3 separate regions of the Mus musculus genome follow, and regions 2 and 3 are each linked to region 1. A link is a contact called in public ChIA-PET and HiChIP or PLAC-seq data. All regions are on one chromosome and are shown on one strand. The core of a region is the stretch at or near the end of the contact, and the rest is flanking DNA. Distances in the headings are between cores, read along the strand shown.

Region 1 (5,003 bases), core at 1,104-3,603:
TGAGCACCATTCTGTTTGCAACGGGCAGTAGTTAATGCTGAGACTCCTAACCAATCAAGTGACTTTTGAGCACTCACCCCTAAATGGAACATCTATATCACCCTTCCAAAGCTCATGAAACATTAAGGAAGACGGAGCAGAGATAATGTAAGAGCTACAGCCTGAAGGTGGGAGCGGGGTGCTATGAAATCCATGCTGTCTTCTGCACATAATTGCGGTACCTATGAAGTCCTGGCAACTGTGGCTATCTGCACAAGACAGGGCCCACTAACATTCCCTGTGGGTGGTGGGCGAGCTCATGAGGCCCCACCTCTCCCTGAGGAGCGATGGGCAGTAATGATTGCAGGGGTAGAAGTCACATTCCTCAGTGGTGTGGACAGTGGCAAGTTGTCCTTGCTCAAGCTAATAACTCCCCCAACCTTTCTCATTAAAGCAACCAAACTTAAACGCAGTAAGGAACAACCATGTTAAAACTTAAAAAGACATGGAAGTAGGAAGGGCACTTGCTGGGAAGAAGGGTGTTAACAAGAGGGTCAGGGAGAGAAGATAGGAAAACTGGGGAGGAGTTGGGAACATGGCTCGGGGAACACTGGCCTCAGAGACAGTGCTGGTGGTGCACACCCATGCAGGCAAAACACTCATACGTATGAAATAAAAATAGTAAGTGACTTTTTAAATGTCTCTCATTGTCCTGGCATTGACCTTGAAAGGCGTGTGGGAAATTGTGCTGCTAGGTCCACCCTACGCACCCCTACTCCCTGCCATCTGAGGGCTGAGGATCTTGGACCACAGCCTTCCTTCGTGCACTGAACAGCAGCTTGACTCACCTCTCTGGGACTCTTCCTTGCTTTTATTTTCTGCAATGCTTTGTGAGAAAAGTGTGTACCCCAGTGTCAAGGAAGCTTCTGGTGGGGCTCCGCTGCCAGCTCGTGGCTCCACTTCCTCAATCTCTGCGCTTCTGTTTCTCTTTTTTTTTTTTTAAACTCAAACCTGTGTGCTTCTGTGTCATTTATAAAATACTGTTTAAAATGTTTCAAGTGTAGCAACAGCTGCTACTATAAGGCTGTTACATTTAAAAAATACTAGGAACTATGTTAATCTTTGAAAACCCCAGAAGATCTGCTGGGAAAGGAAGGCAGGATGGTGTAAAGCCTGCCTCTCCAGCCTTTTCAGCGTATTGCTGTTGGATATATCACTGTCAGGGGCTTGCGACAAGCTCTTCCCTGGTTCTCCATGCTGTAGAGTGCCTGCCCCAGCAGATGGCAGAAGAGAACTGAGATGATGGAGAAGAAACCTGCCCAGGCGATTCACTCAGTCTGTGCTCTGAACACAGAACATCCTCATTCTAGTATATAATCTGAAACAGCCCTGCATAGTGATGTCATAGATTTACTAAATCGTATAAACACAGATGGGTCTGGAAGGTCTGTCAGTGACCGCTACAGTGAAATCAGTCTCTCCAGGGTTCCGGACACAGAAATGCCTACCCCAGTGTCCTCTGCCCGTAACCCCAGCTACTGTTCCCTCCTACCCTACCCTCCTTGTTAGGGTGACTAACTCGGTTTAATTTTCATGTCTCAAAGTAGATACCCAAAGGAAAACTACCTCTGATGGGACATGAAAGATTGAATTGGTATTTGCTTTCTTTTTTATTATATTTACCTCTCTCTCTCTTTCTCTCTCTCTCTCTCTCTCTCTCTCTCTCTCTGTGTGTGTGTGTGTGTGTGTGTGTGTGTGTGTGTGTGTGTTTCAAAGAAGCTAGAGTTACCTGCACAAAACCAAGCCAGTCACTAAGTACATGAATCCAAGAATGGGGTGGGCTCAGGCCCAGCACTAGCTGAGGAGATTTTGACAACTAAGGTAAGGGTTGTTACAGAAAGAGAAGTCATTTTTCCTCTGGCCCTTGCTGGGTTGCCCATATGCATACTGGTAAGACTAACTGGACTCAGTAGATTATTTAAAAGAAGGAGGAGGGGGAGGAGGAGGAGGAAGGGAAGGAGGAAGAAGAGTAGAGGGACATAAAGGGGAAGGACACGTGTGGGGGACTCTGGAGAAAGGAGTGGGGAGCAGGGCTATTATCAGACACATTGTCTAAATTATGAAATTGTCAAAGAACAAATAAAAATATATTTTTAATGAAACCACAGTCCCCGGATCTTGGCCCCTTGCTATCTATATCTGTGTGGAAGACATTTGGTCGGTTAAATCACCATCCGACTTGAAGGACTGGGCCAGGACGGGGGCACAGTTAGGAAGGAAGAGGAGGAGATGCAGCTGCTGTGAGAGTCACAGCCCTGTCTGCTGATTAGAGGATGTGGCTTTCTCACATGGACTCGCACAGCAGACAGGCTGCATGTGGTTTCCCAGGCCCACATGCTCTCTCTGCCCTTAAACAGGCTACCTCCTGGGGGCCCTCAGAGTCATCTACACCACGAACTGACAACATATGGGGCTTCTGTGAGGATTCCATGAGATCACAGATGGAAAGGGACCAGGCATGCAGTGACTCTGACTCCCATGCAACTGGGTGACAGGTGCAGGAAGATGTCATCGTTTTAGAATAACCATTAATCCAATTATTTTCTTTCCAATAATATGTAAAATATATAGTCATTGAGAAAATATATAGTCTGGAGAAACAGAGAAAATAAATGAAACTAAGATCATGTCATTCTGCTACCAGAAAGTAATAAACAGACTTGAAAAGACTTGAAGTCTGGCCATGTGATGCACTTAGGAAATTTGCATGAGTTTTCAAAAATTACTTCATCCCCAGTGTTTACTTTAGCTCTGTCATCAATAATTTGATCACCGAGCTTTGTGTCTAAAATCCAATTAAGTCTTCATTTCAGTTCCCCAGGTGTTTAGTTAGTAATAAATTCACATCATACTTAATAAGAAAAATATTTCAAATAGTTTCACACTTGGATGGATTTCCTAGGATCAGGATTGGGGAGCGCTGCCGTCAACATTAACTAGTCTTAATTAGTGGGAAACCTCACTTAGCCCCTGGAAATGTCATTTCCTCATCAATAAAGTGATGATGCTTATCTCCAATGAGACGTTGAGATTCTGAAAGGCAGTTCTCGCCATTATTACTCTGGCACAACTGGCATAAACTGAGGCTGTTCCAGGAACTTCTGGATATGGCCACCCCACCCATCTGAAAATGATCTGAACCAGATGATCTCAGAGGTTTCTTCCGGCCTCGTGTTGTCTCGCCCTGTAACAGGAATTGGGGCAGAGAACAGTTGTATCTGTTTAAACGCACTCTCTGTTCAGACACACAAAAATGTTGTCTCACCTCTGACACAGTTTCATTTATCACAGTCTATGCCATGGTAACGTCACTGATAACGCAGAACTTCCATGTGGGAGAAGAGGGAACAGATGGACTCATGCTCTCTTCTCTTCATCCCAGCAGATGATCACAGACTGTGTAATCTGCTCGTCATACTTGTTGGAAGGAGGACCCTGAGTTGTTAGAGCTTCTGGTATTGAAATCTGTGTCCAATAAACTCACTGAGATGCAGCTCTCCAGCCTCACACTCAACCTTGCTTTCTGTGGTTCGAACACTGTTGGAAACCACTGAATTCCCTCACTCATTGCTATGAGTTAATATGATGTGGGTGGGGGGAATAAAAGAAACACTAGAAGAAAAAAAAAAACGAAAGAAAAAAAGACTTGAACACAGTAAGAAGCCTGGAAACAGACTTCCATGCATGAGGGACAAGGTGGAAACCTGTGAAAGTGCCTTGGGAAAGAGCAAAATTTAAAATAGAGTGTCAAATCAGTGGCTAAACACTTGCCTGACACCCAAACGTGACCCTGGGTCCAATTCCCAGAACCACTAGGGGAAAAGTACATTTTAGCTTGGGAGTGGTGGCTCCCATCTGTAATCACAGCACTTGGAAGTAGATGCAGGAGAATCAGAATTTCGCCGGGCAGTGGTGGCACACGCCTTTAATCCCAACACTTGGGAGGCAGAGGCAGGTGAATTTCTGAGTTCGAGGCCAGCCTGGTCTACAGAGTGAGTTCCAGGACAGCCAGGGCTACACAGAGAAACCCTGTCTCAAAAAAAACAAAAAAGCAAAAACAAAAACAAAAACAAAAGAAAAAAAAAAAAAAGAATCCGAATTTCGAGGTCATTCTCTGCTACATAGTGTGTTTGAGGTCAACCTGACTCATGATACCCTGTCTCGGCCTCCCTTGGGATCCATAGACATATAGGATATAGGATATAGGCTATAGACATATAGGATATAGGATATAGACATATAGGATATAGGTTATAGACATATAGGGTATAGGTTATAGACATATAGGGTATAGGTTATAGATATATAGGATACAGAACATACATATTGCTAGAGGAGAGATATCATAGGGTAAAAGGTCTGAACATTTTTGAAAACCTACCCAAACCCACCAATTCCTGAGCTCCAAGTTCCACCAATCCCTGGGCTTGTCTTGAAATCCCACCAATCCCCACCCTGGAAAACTCCACCCTACCCCCAAGGCTTTATATAGGGCCCTATATAAAGCCTGCCTCCTGCTCAGCTCCCTGCTGCTTCTCACTTGAGCAGAGGCAGCCACTCTCCCAGGATGTGTCTCTCCCAACAAATCTCCTGTGAGAGGGTTGCTGCACTGTGACTTTGTGGTATTCCTCGGCTCCCAGCTACCAGAATTCCTTTCACTTCAGAGATGCAAAACCTCCATTGGGGAAGCCTTTCTTCTCAGAGCTATAACACAAGACATTTTCTTCCGTGGTGTAGACACTGATAAGATGCTCAATTTCCTGTAAATAACCCCAGAAACGGTTGTGGAACACTTTTCTCTAAGATTACAACTTTCCCTCTTAGACGGAAGCTTCTTAAAACACAAAATGTTAGAGGGGAGGTGAAAGGGCAAACAGGATGTTTACAGAGAAGTAAAATAACACCATGTTCTAAGAGGTGTAGAAGTCTACCTTCAGGGAAGCTCCGTCTCTTCAGGAAGCAAA
Region 2 (5,003 bases), core at 1,383-3,882, 670 kb before region 1:
AAATGAAACTGTAATGAAAAACAACAGTTATAGAGCATTTTAAAATATAAGAGTCCTGGAGGGAATCAGGACATAAGGAATTATCACATTGCTACCTGAAGAAATAAACCTTTGACCTGTACCCAGGGATGGAGTGTTTGGATTGGACTAAGTATGGGAAGGCCACCAATATTTTTAATGACAGCTGTAACTGTCACAAATACATTCTTTACCTACAGCTCTCCCTGTCAATCAGTCATGTATAACCCAGGATCGATAATGATATATGGCCTAGCATGAGAATAGCTTTTCTGCACTAGCCACCTCTTCTATGTAACTTGTGGGACTTCTTTTATCTTTGTCCCTTCAATGGCCCTGCAGCCTTTAAACATTGTTGGACCACTCATCCAGCCATACCCGAGCCCATGTTTCCCAACTGCAATTCCCATGACTTTAAATAAAGTTTGTTAATGATATTTTAGCTTAATGAATTGGCCAAAGTAAGTTTCATGTGTGGCCAGGCTCAGAGTCAAGGTTCAGCATGCAAAGCTGTCAATACCAAATGAAGTGAGGAGCCAGGGCAAGTGGCAAAATCTAGTGTCTGGCTATTGCTATTTGCTTCTGATTCTCCAATCAGGATAAACAGGCACCCTTATCATAGGGAAGCACAGAGTGCCACAGAGGTCAGGGAAAGGTGTGCCCTACTCAGCATGGGCACAGCAGACTTTCCTAAGAGGAATTAGATGAACTGGTGTTTGGAGATGAGTAGGACTCACCATCTGGACCTTTGTTGGGTCTTAATTAGGATTTTATTGCTGGGAGGAGACACCATGGCCATGGGCATTCTTATAGAAGACAGTTAACTAATGCTGACTTAGGCAGTTCAGAGGTTTAGTCCATAGTCACCATGGCGGAAAACATAACAGCATGCAGGCAGATGTGATGCTAGAGAAGGAGCCTCGAGCTCTGCATATGAATCATCAGGCAGCAGAAAGAGAAACCCTGGGTTTGGATTCAAAGGCAACCTCTAGTAACAGACTTGCTCTAACAAGGCCACACCTTCTAATACAGCTACTCCCTATAAGCCTATGGTGCTCCTTTTTATTGGAACAACCACATTGGGGGACAATTTAAGAATGGCCACTATTTATACGCACTTTTCGAAACCTATTACTGACAGGCTTTTAAGTATTTGAAATGGCAGAAAAGTAACAACAAGCCCTCTTGCCGAAGCCCTCATTCACTCTGTGACTCTCAAGGCTGTGAACAATGTTTAGGATGATTTAGCACCAACATGCACTTCCATAGTTCACTGTGAGCGTCTGTTCCTTTGCCTTGCAGTCGCCACTTGCCAGTCTGAGAGCTCTGTGAAAACAGGAAGAAATAACAGGTCATAAAACCACAATTGGAAATTATGACAATTATGACAATCCTGACCAGTCTTTTACCTCTTGGGACAAGGTATAGAACAGTTGTTCCCACCTGGCTGACCGTCAGTTATATTTTCTCTCCTCTACAAAGTTGGTTCCTTTTGACTTTTATACTTTCTCCCATCTCTTCAGCTGCTCTCCAGACTCGACACAGTCACTCTTGCTAGGATCTGCTCTCACCGATACAGGCTGCAGTATGAGCTGTGACCTCTGATATGACAAGAGCAATCTCATGCACGTAAACCTGTGAATTCTTTTGGAACTTTGTGCCCCTCTTTCACATCCAACTTCCCTTTAGCAGTACAACTTGGATAAGCTATTTAAACACAGTACTTCTGTTATAGTGTAATATTGGAATACCAGCTATGCTCCTATCATTGGGTTTTTCTGGGAAGCTTCCATATTAATACATATAAAGAAACTAGAAAAGGGTCTACTGTATACTTCGAAGGCTCCAAAAATAGTGGAAGCTACCATAGCAACCATCCTAATCACCATCGTTTTTTTCTTCTAGTTTACTCTGTGACTTGACATTACTGGCCAGGAGCAATGAAATAACACAGAGCAAAGCAATGAACAACTGGAACAAAGGTTGAGAAAAATATAGACTGGGTGAACCTGAAATATAGTCAGTCCAGGAAGATAAAGAGCTAATTAACTCCAGAGAATGGGCTGCATACAACACCTACCAAAGCACCAATTGTGTTCTTAAATGGTGCCTTGTCTTAGCACGTTTGCCCTTTGCAAGATGCATTGTATGCGTACACTTTCTTAGAGACCAAATTTTCTGTTCCTATAAAACGTGATGGCAGCAGTCATGGCCCTAACTCAGACAGAAACAATCAGTGTGGACCCTCTTCTTAAATCGGAGCTGTGCGGCCAACAGTGATTAGAAAAAGAGCACAGACACTGTCAGAATAATGAATTTAAGCAAAAGGGAAACCTCAAGATGAGGAAGATTATCGAGGTGCAGAGGCTGAGCTGTGTGAAAAAATGAAAGAGAAAGAAAGAGAGGAAGGGGGAGGGGGAGGGGGAGAGGGAAAGGGACAAGGGACAGGGAGGGGAAGGAGATCTCATTCACTGATAATGGGAGAAATAACTTGCTGATGTCTAATGTGGTGTGGGGAGCAGACAGAAACAATGGATGTTTAGGTGAGAGCTGAACATTTCAAGGTCATTTGTGGGTCTATGACAGAAGGAGACCATGACTCTCTTCAAGCTCAAACAGGAAGAAAAAGAAACCAAGCTACAGATCAGGCAGAGAGATTAATATAGAGAATCAAATGGCAGTGTTAGAGCCAAATGGAGGGTTGAAAATGAACAGTGTGATGGAAAATTATGCTAGGAAGCCACTCCTCAATCCTAAGCTTAGGTGCTTTGGGGATCAAGGTGGATGAAGAAAGAAATGGTGAGGGCTGCAGAGACAGCTCAGCAGTTAAGAGCATCTACTGCTCTTATAGTGGACCCAGGTTCAGTTCCAGGACCCACATCATGTAACTGCGTGATAACTAGAGTTTCAGAGGATCTAATGCTCTCTTCTAGACTCAGGGCACTTACATATATAGGGCAAGTATGCATACATACACACACACACACACACACACACACACACACACACACTCATGCACACACACACACACACACACATATAAATATACATACTCAGGCACACACATATTAATAAAATAAATAAATATATTTTTTAACTTTTTGTTCTTTTTTATTATTTTCTTTTATTACATTTCAAATGTTATCCCCTTTCCTAGTTTCCCCTCCGAATATTTCCTATCCCCTCCCCCGTCCCCCTGCTCACCAACCCACCCACTTTTGCTTCCTGGCCCTGGCATTCCCCTATATTAGGGCATAGAACTTTCACAGGACCAAGGGCCTCCCCTCCCATTGGTGAATGACTAGGCCATCTTCTGCTACTTATGCAGCTGGAGCCCTGAGTCCCACCATGTGATTTCTTTGATTGGTGGTTTAGTCTCAGGGAGTTCTGGGGGTACTGGTTAGTTCATATTGTTGTTTCTCCTTTGGGGCTGCAAACCCCTTCAGCTCCTTGGGTTCTTTCTCTAGCACCTTCACTGGGGACCCTGTGCTCTGTCCAGTGGATAACTGTGTATTTGCCAGGCACTGGCAGAGCCTCTCAGGAGACAGCTACATCAGGCTCCTTTCAGCAAGCTCTTGTTGGCATCTGCAATAGTGTCTGAGTTTGGTGATTGTTTATAGGATGGATCCCCAGGTGGGGCAGTCTCTGGATGGTCATGCCTTCAGTCTCTGCTCCAAACTTTATCTCTGTAACTCCTTACATGGGTATTTTGTTCCCCCTTCTAAGAAGGATCGAAGTATCCACAGTTTGGACTTCCTTCTTCTTGAGTTTCATGTGTTTTGCAAATTGTATCTTGGGTATCCACTTATCAGTGAGTGCATATCATGTGTGTTCTTTTGTGATTGGGTTACCTCACTTAGGATGATATCCTCTAGATCCATCCCATTTGTCTAAGAATTTCATAAATTAATTGGTTTTAATAGCTGCATAGTACTCCATTGTGTAAATGTACCATATTTTCTGTATCCATTCCTCTGTTGAGGGACATCTGGGTTCTTTCCAGCTTCTGGCTATTATAAATAAGACTGCTATGAACATAGTGGAGCATGTGTCCTTCTTAACAGTTGGATCATCTTCTGGGTATATGCCCAGGAGTGATATTGCTGGATCTTCTGGTAGTACTATGTCCAATTTTCTGAGGCACTGCCAAATTGATTTCCAGAGTGGTTGTACCAGGCACATACATATTTATAAAATAAATAAATATATCTTTAAAGAACAAAAAAGTGACTTATTCACTGCCAACTATCTTCACTGCATGTCCTTTTGCTGCTCCATTGCCTGGTCCTATGCTGATTTCAATGGAAGAAGTCACTGTGGTCATCAGTGACAATGACTCTGCCATGTGCAAAGCTGATTTTGCTGAAAAACATGCCTGCAGAGCCATGTTTTCCTTCATTGACTAGTACCCATGACACTAGGGTGTCATGGTAGCCAGTAGACAGAAGGACTCCTATGTCAGATATGAGGACAAGATCAAGAGAAGTATCTTGATCCTGATGTACCCTATTGAATACTGCATTGTCACCAATTGGAAGGGTCTACCATCATACCTTCTACAATGAGCTGCATGTGGCCAGGAGGAAAATCCAGTGCTTCTGACTGGGGTATCACTCCCAATCCTAAGACAGAAGATGACACAGATAATGTTTGAAATCTTCAACACCCGAACCATGGGTGTAGCCATTAAGATGGTGCTGTCTGGGCACACCATTGGCATTGTCATGGCTCCCGGTGGCTGGTCACACATAAAACGACTATCTATGAGGACTACTCCCTTCTTCATGTCATTTGTGTGTGTGTGTGTGTGGACTTGACTAGCTGATACCTATCAGACTACCTCATAAAGAGTTTGACTAGTGAGGGCCATTGCTTCAACTCATGGCTGAATAGGAGATTGTGTATGACATTAATGACAGGTTGTGTCATCCCTGGATTTTGAGCAAGAAATGGCCACTACTTCATCATGCTGCTCCTTGAAGAAG
Region 3 (5,003 bases), core at 1,232-3,731, 540 kb after region 1:
ACCCACCCACTCCTGCTTCCTAGCCCTGGCATTCCCTACACTGGGGCATAGAGCCTTCATAGGACCGAGGTCCTCCTCTCCCATTGATGACCAACTAGGCCATCCTCTGCTACATAGGCAGCTAGAGCCATGAGTCCCACCATGCGTTTTCTTTGATTGATGGTTTAGTCCCAGGGAGCTCTGGGGATACTGGTTAATTCATATTGTTGTTCCTCCTATGGAGCTGTAAACCCCTTCAGCTCCTTGGGTCCTTTCTCTAGCTCCTTCATTGGGGACCCTATGCTCAGTCCAATGGATGGCTGTGAGCATCCACTTCTGTATTTGTCAGGCACTGGCATAGCCTCTCAGGAGACAGCTATATCAGGCTCCTGTCAGCAAGCACTGGTTGGCATCCACAATAGTGTCTGGGTTTGGTGATTGTATATGGAATGGATCTCCCGGTGGGCAATTTATCTTTTCTAAGTGCTTTGATGAAGAGATAGCTGATTCACGACACACATACCACCTGTAGTGGTTCTGTCCAATGTTAGCATGTCTGTGTTTCTGGAGCTTAAAGCCTTCATTTTCATCTTATATATGACATGCCTCAAATAGGCCAGGCTCTTTAGAGTGATAGACCTTGGTTGACAGATTATCTATCCTTTGGAGATGTTCACTAAAGGTTTCTCTTTATGGCTTGTGTCACAAGCTGCCATTCCTCAGGGGAAGAGGAACAGGCAGAAGAGCAGTGGCCTGGACCTGAAAGTGGTCCCCTGTTGTACAGATGGGCAAAGCATTCCCTGTGTGAGTTTCAGCTGCACACACAAGTGGATTCGGTGCATGCAAGGGCTGCTAAAGACCCCGAGGACAGGTTGTTCCCAGTCCCATCCTAGCCAGACAGCACTGCACGAGTCCTCTGGAATCTGGGTATGCAGAGGCTAAGAGATTTTGAATTTATAGAATCAACTCCCTGTTCCATGAAGAAATGAATGTGCTTCTCATAGAAACAGAGTACGGATACGTTATTATGAAAATATCTCTCCCATGCCAAGAGACTAGACCTTTTGTTGAGACTCACAATGGAGTTAATAGTGGAGCTGAGGTCGCTTAGTACTCAAGGCTGACACCCTGCTGTGTAACCCACCTTTGAGAGAACAGTGTCACAACCAACCTTACTCACCTTGAATTTCCCGTGTAGTCGTCATTGAGCACCTAAACTAAGGCCTAGCTGAGATCTTAAGTTATGCACTCTTTCAGGTCCCAGACCCAGAGAGCCATGCATGTTTGTTTGTACTCGTGCTGTGATAGTCATGTGCTGAAAACTGAATAGGTTAAAAAAAAAAAAAAGACCTTATACCAAACATCTGCCGTAAGTGTCAGCAGCAGCAGATACTGCTTGATCTATTTGCAGTTCTGTCAGCAATCTGGGTAAGTTGGAGTAAATAAATTAATTCCTTGTAAAACTCTGTTAAAAATTTCCATAAAGTATCCCACAGTCTTTCCTCACATGACACTTCCTGTGCTGTTGAAATAAAGAGCAAAGCCCTTTGTTATGGACAGACAGGTCAGCCAGTGCTCGTGTAGGCACCGATCAGACACATTTGACTACAGATAGGGGAGAAATGACAAGCTAGAGAGAGAGGGAAGACAGAGAGAAGTGGAAATCTTAAATCTGGACTCTGTCTTGGTCAAACTTTCTTAATGTATCACAGGCATATATCGGTGACTTCTGAGTTCATCAAGGGTGCATTTAACTGTCATGAAACAGATTATTGGCTGAATAAATGGACCAATGGCACAGGGAGGCTCACTTATTTCTGGTCCTCTGAGTGTTGCTTGCTATTATCCCTGTATGCGTGACTGCAGTGATTCCTGACTTACTGAGAGCCACACATGGGATAGTCATGCTGAGCATCCTGAACATCAGATGGGCTGCTGTTTGATGTGTTCTGTGGGAAGAAAAAGGCTTTGAAGAGCTTGATGTGGGTGGGCAGATCTCTCAAATAATAAAGGACTTTCAAGATAGCTAGTGGAGCCAAGCCAAACTAAACCAAGCCAAGCCAAACCAAGCCAAACCGAATGCAAACTCAAACCCAACACACCTGTTCCTTCCCATTCAAGGTCTTAAGGTTTACGGGCGGCAAAATCATTACTATGCCACTAGATGGCACTGCTAACCCACACTTGCTTGACTGAACGGGTTTCTATGGTAACAAGCTTACAAATTTATGGGAGAGAATTGGCCTTGTCCTCTGGCCTGTGTGTGTGTGTGTGTGTGTGTGTGTGTGTGTGTGTGTGTGTGTGTGTATGGGTTTGAGTGTTCAGAAGCCTGATGTCTGCACAGGGACTGTTGACGTAGCGCTGTCAAAGAGACAGAGAATCAAGTAAACATTCTACTGTGTACGGAAGGGAGAGCAGAGAAAGCACTGCTCCTAATGCCTGGTGGCTCTCGGACTGAGATCTTTGATGCACGTAGCAAGGAAGTGGCTCTGAAGCAGGCTGGGAGCCGAGTAGGCTGCGGTCTGCATTTGCTCTTGAGTGAAAGTCATTGTAGTAGCTCAGGCAGGGGTGTGTGTGGGAGCTGCTTGAACTGACAGTGTCCTGTGGAGGCAATGCTGGGAGTCATTCCATCTGCCCACACATCCAGCCCTCTCCATTGCTGGATGTATAGACATTCATGGTGTCCCTCTCTTGGAAGTGGGCATCTCACGCTCTCTGTATAAGATGCGTTTCCGGAATATGGTGCTGTCAGCATGTCATCAAACGACCACACTTTTCTCTGCTGCTCCCTACCCTGAAGCTGCTGCTTGGGTTTCTAGAGCTAGGCAGGAAGTACTTCTCATGCGCACGAGAATTCTGGGGTGCCGTGCATGGGGCGGCCAGGGGAGTGAAGGCACCCACTGGGGATCCAGTTTCTCAGTGGCAAGGGAGCTTGTGGGCAGACCTTCTGTGTGGGTCCTAATGGAGCCCTGAGTCCCAGGATGGAACCAGAGCAGTGTGCTCATGTCATAGGCTTGGTAGCAGTGGTTGGGCCAGGTCATCTAGATTTAGAATTTGTGCTGCTTGTTTTTTTTTTTTTTTTTTTTTTTGATGATTCTAGTCTATATACTTATATGAGACATTGAGACATTATTTAATTTTAGATTTTAGCCCTCTTAGAGGAAAGAGAAGAAGAGGATGGAGTCAATACAAGAATTCTACAATGAAAACCCCATCATTGGAGTTTAGTCTGGGTAACTGTTATGGCTATTTTCTAGAATAGTTTAAAAATGGAAATATCTTGAAATAACATCAGAATGACAGGAAAGTTAGAAGACTATGAAATTTGTCATTTATTTTTCTCCCATCCTGCCAAAAGTTAGCCCCTTCTTGTATGATACAGGTAATTTTTCTGGTATTTAAGTTTTTCTCTTGTGAGACAGTGCCTTGGTATCTATCCCCTACTTCTTGTCATGGGCACCTTCTTGCCTCAGTTTCCTAAGTGCTGGGGGTATGGGAGTGGGACACCTTGCATGGCTCAAAGGTATGTAGTTGCTTAAGTGACATTTAAAAAAAAGTATGATATGACATCTCCTTGTGTTTAATTATTTTAATCACACTTTACTAAGAACAAGAAAATTCTCTCATAAAACTACATTACAATTATCAAAGGCAGGAAACTGGGCTAAGGAGGTCGCTCTGTTAGCAAAGGGCTTGGCTTGCGAACATGAGCACCAGAGTTTATGCCTCAGAATCAGTAAGACGTTGGGTGTGGTGGTGATGCCAATAATCCCAGTCTTAGTTAGGGTTTTACTGCTCTGAACAGACACCATGACCAAGACAACTCTTATAAGGACAACATTTCATTGGGGCTGGCTTACAGGTTCTGAGGTTCAATCCAATATCATCAAGGCAGGAGTATGGCAGCATTCAGACAGGCATATTTTTTTTCTTTACCCATATTTCCTCAACGATAATATCTTGCAAAAGAATTAGCACAATGCTCCAGCTAGGGCTTTGACATTGATGCTGCAAGATACAGGGGAAGTGCCCTGTCCACTTATGTCCTTCCCATACAGAAGCCCTCTTAGCCCCTGGCCCATGGGTTCTCCACGTTTACAGCTTAGTCATTTCATATATTTCTATGTAGCTTCGATCATGTAGTGTGTAACCTTTTGGAGTTGTACTTTTTTTTCTGTCCTCATGCTTTCTTTTCTGGAGTTTTACATTGTAAATGCAGTGTTCTCTTTAGAAAACATCACTTCAAGGGTGGGAGGTGGTTAGGAGGGACAGCAGGGAGCCAGTGGGAACAGGAAAGGACATCGTGAAAGTTCTGTGATGAAACTCGTTACTTTATATGCTGAGCATATTGTTACTGAATAGCATTCTACAGCATGGTGGGCCAAGGGCTTATAGTCTTTCATTTTGGAGCTCAGTTTACTTGGCCATGCGTCAGAATGCACAAGCATCCGCTTAGATGGTAGGCAGGGAGCTGGAGAGATGACCCAGTGGCTAAGAGCACTTGTTGCTCAGCTAGAGCACCTGGGTTTGACTTCCAGCATGCACATGGTGGCTCACAGTCACCTGTAACCCCTAGCCACTCACTTGGGGCATAGTCACACAGATAAATTAAATATAAAAAAAAAATGAAAAAGTTTCTACCAAAAGTGCAATACTCAAGAAAAAGTGTTTTGAAAAGCTTTAATGGTAGATATGTATGCATACTAGATTTTATTATTTCTTAAATAATGAGATACACTGAACACAAAACAGTCTTCCAGGAAGAACACGGTAGAGACGAGAATTTCCCAGCCCTCACTGGGATACCACTCTGAAGTGGCACCGTTAACAATGCCTCTTGCTAGTATATACTTTCCCAAGTTTCTGATTATATTAAGAAAGACAGTAACGAAGACTAATTCGGCATTGTTCACAGATCCAGCTTGGGTTGTGCACATTTTATATCGTTTAGACTTCGAATTTCTTTCAGTTAGCTAGAATGTTAGAATTATGAAGGATGCTATAAACCCAAAATATAAGTGACT

Evidence for each region. ChIA-PET counts read pairs in DNA pulled down with a chosen protein or histone mark. HiChIP or PLAC-seq counts read pairs in DNA pulled down with a chosen protein or histone mark.
Region 2: an RNA polymerase II ChIA-PET map of memory CD8 T cells shows a contact between it and region 1, with 23 read pairs. The contact joins two enhancer-like sites. A contact is called at or near these places in 3 of 484 Hi-C or Micro-C datasets (CD4 T cells and CD8 T cells) and 2 of 115 datasets of contacts at active chromatin or transcription factors (astrocytes and memory CD8 T cells).
Region 3: a contact with region 1 is called in an H3K27ac HiChIP or PLAC-seq map of T-cell acute lymphoblastic leukemia, with 4 times the contacts expected there. The contact joins two enhancer-like sites. A contact is called at or near these places in 1 of 15 datasets of contacts at CTCF or cohesin (embryonic stem cells) and 4 of 115 datasets of contacts at active chromatin or transcription factors (T-cell acute lymphoblastic leukemia, effector CD8 T cells, large pre-B cells and 1 more).

Annotation. Positions count from the first base shown.
Region 1 is chr7:75,369,843-75,374,845 of GRCm38.p6, forward strand. No RefSeq gene overlaps it. Among named protein-coding and RNA genes, the nearest start is that of Sv2b, 63 kb to the left of the region's middle. Within about 2 kb of position 2,354, at least 149 of the 459 cell types and tissues checked have an H3K27ac peak or open chromatin away from gene starts, as enhancers often do. A contact at or near this core is called in CD8 T cells, T-cell acute lymphoblastic leukemia, effector CD8 T cells and 1 more, where this site is marked.
Region 2 is chr7:74,695,534-74,700,536 of GRCm38.p6, forward strand. It overlaps the pseudogene Gm7726. Among named protein-coding and RNA genes, the nearest start is that of Gm30459, 68 kb to the right of the region's middle. Within about 2 kb of position 2,633, at least 26 of the 459 cell types and tissues checked have an H3K27ac peak or open chromatin away from gene starts, as enhancers often do. A contact at or near this core is called in CD8 T cells and memory CD8 T cells, where this site is marked.
Region 3 is chr7:75,908,015-75,913,017 of GRCm38.p6, forward strand. No RefSeq gene overlaps it. Among named protein-coding and RNA genes, the nearest start is that of Klhl25, 62 kb to the left of the region's middle. RefSeq lists an enhancer at 1,969-2,668. Within about 2 kb of position 2,482, at least 92 of the 459 cell types and tissues checked have an H3K27ac peak or open chromatin away from gene starts, as enhancers often do. A contact at or near this core is called in T-cell acute lymphoblastic leukemia, effector CD8 T cells and memory CD8 T cells, where this site is marked.